2 separate regions of the Triticum aestivum genome follow, and region 2 is linked to region 1. A link is a contact called in public HiCAR-type data. All regions are on one chromosome and are shown on one strand. Each heading gives the region's core, a stretch centred on a gene start, on an enhancer-like site or on the middle of the called end of the contact. The rest is flanking DNA. Distances are from core to core; before and after follow the strand shown.

The links. HiCAR-type assays count read pairs that join an accessible place to other places.
Region 2: a contact with region 1 is called in a HiCAR-type map of leaf, with 6 times the contacts expected there. The contact joins the promoter of LOC123043593 here to the promoter of LOC123043591 in region 1. A contact is called at or near these places in 3 of 5 Hi-C or Micro-C datasets (leaf and root) and 1 of 1 datasets of contacts at active chromatin or transcription factors (leaf).

Annotation. Positions count from the first base shown.
Region 1 is chr2B:79,943,301-79,946,000 of IWGSC CS RefSeq v2.1, forward strand. It overlaps LOC123043591, which reads right to left and starts at 1,448. Exons shown (of 6, transcript XM_044466087.1): 1 at 1,017-1,448; 2 at 768-912. The coding sequence starts at 821.
Region 2 is chr2B:80,080,168-80,082,931 of IWGSC CS RefSeq v2.1, forward strand. LOC123043593 (serine/threonine-protein kinase TIO) reads left to right here and starts at 1,305. Exons shown (of 23, transcript XM_044466090.1): 1 at 1,305-1,717; 2 at 1,819-1,934; 3 at 2,058-2,132; 4 at 2,628-2,720. The coding sequence starts at 1,845.

The DNA of each region.
Region 1 (2,700 bases), core at 198-2,697:
CAACTCAAAAAAAAAAATCAGGGGTTTCAGAGTTCGACTTTTCTTAACGGCCACAAAAAATCAGCATAAAAGAATCTGCAGAACAAAACAAAGATAAAGAAATGGCTCGTGTAAAGTCGACGCAGCGATTATGTGTGGTTTGTATGTGTAGTCAACAAAAGCAACCCCCTCCTATGGCCCTATTGATCGACGACACGCATGATTTGATTTGACTTGACCGGTTTTGTTGTGTAGCTGTTGGGGATAAGTGGGAGAAAACATCTGCACTGCGTGGCTGGGGTGCGATTCAAATAAGAAGACTCCGATTACCCGTGCAGTGCAAAAGTCTCTCTTTTGTGCTAAGAAAATTACACAGCACGCGACTAGTGAGATGACCCAACCGAACAGAGTACTTTGTGCTGGAGTGTTCTTCTGGTAACCGGCTCGGAAATAAAATGTTCAGATAAACGCTCCTCGTCCTCGGCGTGCATGAAGAAACATCAACGGACCTAAAGTAAAATAAAATCTTCAGATAACGCTCAGCTAGAAAATATCTTCCGGTAACCGGTCGTCGACACGCAACACTGCATTGTTTCTTCGCAGAAAAAGGAGAGCAGGACAGCATCAACGACAGCAACAGGGCGCCCGTGAGCGTTGAAAGGAAAATTTCCTCAAGCAACCGAACGGTTCTTTCTCCCGGGCTGAATTGGCGTGTGTGTCGAAACTCCGTCAGAAACAGGGGAGGGGTTCGATTCAGAGAGATGGCATCGGTCGATCGATGAAAGTACCTGATGCCCCATGGCCGAGGCGGACGAGTTGCCGTTACCGTTGCAGCCAGTCATCTGGTCGATCTCCACAAGAAGAAGACGATGAAGACGAAGACGAAGATGACGACGGAGAAGAAGAAGCAGGTTTCAGCAGGCCCTGGGAGTCCTGGAACAACAGATGAACAACACAATCGGGGGCTATATAATAAGCATGTGGGCGTGCGAATCCGTGTGAATTGCGCAAAGATTTGGGGTAGGTGAGGGGGGCACCTACTGTGCGGAAGGGAAGGCGATCGAGGGCGACGGCGATGCGGATCGATCGTGAACGGAGACGAGAGAAAACGTGTGAATGGAAATGGCCTATATATAGAGAGACTAGGGAGAGGGAGCTGAGAATATGCCCGTGGATGTGGCCGGGGAGGTAGGAAAGAAAAGGCAGGAAAAAGGTGGCGATTTTTACCCGGTCCGTCGCGCGTGGAGAACTCGTGGCTTATAGTAGATAGCAAAATGGAGAGGATGGTTAATTCACTTATGACTTTCCTAGTATATGGCGGGGCGCGTGGTAATTTCTGTAATTAGGAGTGAGGTTATTTGCTTCCAAGTTTGCGGTGGTGGCGTCCATGGCAGCGTGTTATTGTGTCCCCCTTCCTGTCGCGAGGCTGCGCCATGGTTGCTTGCTTGGAAGGTAAAGTAAAGAGATCGCCGCACGGGAGATAGCACCCCTGATTTGGAGTGCTGCTTGTCCTCCAACCCCTAATCTGTCAATAAAAATCAGATACGGTTTTTTGCGGGTGGATAAAAATCAGATGCGTGCAAGAACAGTAGGTGCGATCCTGGTGGTGGTTCACGTAGGGAGCCCATGACAAGAACCTGACAAATAGCAAATGAGCCGAACACCTGAGTGCACGCATATAAACAAACAACATAAATTGTTAATTCGTTGAGGTTTGAAACACTTTGGCAGATAGACACAAAGGTCGGCCGAGGTAGATAAAAAAGTTCCCGGCTTTATATTATACTCACCCCGCCCCAAAATAAGTGTCTTGAGCTTAGTACAAATTTGTACTAGAGCTAGTACAAAGTTGAGATACTTATTTTGAGACGGATGGAGTATAAAGCAACCGCACCAACATCCGACAACATCAAACAAAAGCAAGGAGTGCAACAAGGTACACAATAAGTTCAGCTGGGGGCACAACACATCAAACCCCTGCAAAATAAGTGCGGCCTAATAATTAGTCCGGCTCGGGCGGAGGTGGAGGGGTCGGTGAAGTAAAGTCCCGCAATGATCACGTCGATGTTGTCCCGATCGTGCCGCTTGCTAAGGGGTCTCTAGAGCTGTAAGAAGTCACACATTTTGTAGATAACATCAGTCGCAAGGCACATGCTCAATCACTAGTTTATTGCACATTCCCTAAAGTACACATGAGGGTGCCCATCGCCACCCAAAGGGATGGGCGAACCCTGCACGGAAAGCCAAGGATCTCCCGGAACATGTCCGGGAGATTATCATGGCACCAAGTCCCACCCATGACATTCCGTAAACAACTCCAAAGGAAGATCGCTGACGGGCAGCGGAAGAATATGTGGTTGGAGTCTTCCAGAACTCCACATAGTAGGCTCAACCAATTATTGGGACCATTCCGTGTCAATACTTTCATATCCGAAGGTAAGCGGTTGCGCACCCATTGCCAAAGGAAGATGCGAATTTTCATCGACAGCTTGATCTCCCATAGGAGAGTCAGCTCCGCTGGACTAGGAGTGGCCAAAAGCGTGTGGTACAAGGACTTGGTCGAAAATGTGCTACTTGGTTTAAGATTCCGGGAGATGGCGTCATGCTCAAGGTTGGGGGAGTGGACGGCTATGCACTCCAGCAGCTCCTCCCATTGCTCCCGCTCAAGTGGGCCAAAGGTGCGCCGGAAGGCAATGCACCCAAGGTCCTCTAAAGCCGCAC
Region 2 (2,764 bases), core at 55-2,554, 140 kb after region 1:
TCGGGATGCTCATCCAGCTACCAATTGGTGCGCCCAACCATTGCCACATGTTGCGCGCTGGATGCACCCGTGGTAGCACGTTTTTTTTTTGGGTTTTTTGCACACATTTTTGGACTTTTCCCTCGTCTTTTGGCTTTTCAATTTTTTCGTGACTTTTTCTTAAGTTTCCTTGGAAAAAAAATGTTTTTTGGGGTTTTTCCCCTTGTGAAGCACTCAATTTGAAAAGCACATTATGTTTCCCAATGAAGCACAATTGTGCTTCCGCGTGAAAAAGTGAAAATCACAGTTGTGCATTGCGTGAAGCATAACCTGTGCTTTTCCAAATAGTGAAATTCATAGTTGTGTTTTTCGCATGAAGCACATACTATGCTTCTAGAAAAAGTGAAACACAAATGTGCTTCCGTGTGAAGCACAGTTGTGCTTCTGGTTTTCCTTTCTTTTCTTTTGGTTTTTATGGTTTCCTTTTTTGTTTTTGTTTTTTTATAGGTTCATCTAAATCTATTAACAAGTGATCTAGTTTCGAAGATCTTGATGCGAGAACACAACGGTGAAAATAATTTGTGATTTGGACGCATGCTTCGAGCGATAAAACATTTTGAAAAAAGGAATCTACGAAGGAACACAATACTCATAGGTTGCGACAAGTGAAGCACATGCAGCGCGTCATTTGTCATCACCAGAGAAAGCGGGAGTGATATTTGCAAGGGGGTATTCCCTTAACTAGTGATTTCCAAATTGCGCTTTATCCAAACTAGTAATTGGTAGGTTCAATGCACATTAATGTTAGGGAGAAAATTAATTGCATGTTAATATTAGGTGGATATCAATTACACATTAATTATGCGACTAATCCATACGTTGATACTCAGTATGATATTAATTGATGCTAAACATGTTGAACACCCACCATTGGAGCAATACATGTCATTGGATTGACATGGTCTGATAGCGGCTGAGATTAATTGGATCTTTCTTTTTGGGTCTTTTTTATATTGGTATAGATACATATATAGATATAGAGGGGTATAGATATAGTTTTTTTTTTGAGAATTGATGTAGTTTGTACCTTGGGTTCTCATCAATAAAAAAGTTAGTACCTGGGGTTGTTTGGTGGAAACTCTCATGGGCCACATTTCACGCCAAACAGGCCTGCTAATGGCACACACGGAAACCTCTAGGCATTAGTACGGCCCAAGTATTTCTCAAAAAAAAAATTAGTACGGCCCAAGTAGTCAAAGATAGCCGTTTTGACCTCACCGAGATTTTCCGCAGCGAGCGGGAAAAATATTTAAGCTCGCACAGCCGCTTTTCTTCCTCCCCCTCAAGAAAAAGCCATTCGAAATTCCAAATCGAACTCCCAACCCCGAAGCCAGTGCACGGGCGCGGAGCGGAGCGGAGGCCACTGCGCAGATCAGGCGACCTCCGGTTCCCCACCTCCCATCCACCCAGATCGCCGCCAGCGGCGGCGCCTGCGCCCGATTCGCCCCCCTCCGGCGGCCGGCGGCGGAGGACGCGGCCGAAGCTGCGCCCACGCACGCTCGCACGGCGAGGCGGAGCGGGCCCCAGGTTGAGCCGCGCGCGGATTTACTTGCCCCCAAGCCCTCAGGCCCTCCCCGCGCCTCACGTCGTCAACCCCGACTGGATTCGGCCGGCGGGGAGCTTCGCCCCGTCCAGGCTCGCGCCGCTCCAACAGCGGCGAATCCACGGCCAGTGCTCAGTGAGTTCGATTCTGCTGCCCCCCTTGGGCGCGCGGCTCGAATTCGGGTCGAGTTTGGCGCTTCATTTTTATTTTCTGACCGAGGCGTGGATTGCGGCTAGGGTTTTGCGCGCGCGACTAGCGGGAGATGGGGGTGGAGGACTACCACGTGGTCGAGCTCGTCGGGGAGGGGTCTTTCGGGAAGGTGTACAAGGGCAGGCGCAAGTACAGCCGACAGGTTCGCATCAGACCCCTCCCTCCCCTCTACCGCGTTCCGGTGGTGCAAGGGAGGAGTGATCGATTTGTCCGCGTTTTCCCCAATATAAAGTTTATTTCCTTCTCCTGTCTGAATTTGATGCAGACTGTCGCCATGAAGTTTATTCTTAAGCATGGGAAGAGCGACAAGGACATCCACAACCTAAGGCAGGAGATCGAGGCAAGTGCTCTGCTGCTGCTGCTAGTTTTTTCTAATTCAGATCACCATCCGTAGAGATTCAGGGTTCCTGCCTGTGGCAATTTATCTGTACCTTCAAATCACATCCTTGCTTGAGGATGTCAGATCACAAATTCACAATTGCTAGTTTGTTTGAAGATGTAAGGGTAATCTCAAACTTCCTTCAATTACATGTTTTGGTGTGGGGTGGGTTTCCAGTTCGTCATGGGGGATGGGCGCAACTTGAGTCATGATGATACCCGTTGTTCAATCTAAACTTAAGGCATGCAACACCTTCAAAAATCCGAAATGTTGCAGTCATTTATTTGTTTATTAATCTGCTGTGTGAGTCAGAGATGAATGATGTATCATGTACAGAACAAGCGATAACCATATAGCTAGAAGCTTACAATAGTTTGCCACATAGTTGTATTTGTTAGCTCGCTATGGTGTATTCTCACTGTACCATCTCAATGGTTCTCGTCAAAATTTCTGTAGATTCTGAGGAAACTCAAACATGAGAATATAATTGAAATGATCGATGCTTTTGAAACCCCTCAGGAGTTTTGTGTCGTCACAGAGTTTGCCCAGGTACACAAGTACTTTTTTCTTATCACATTGTGCTTTCGCACCAA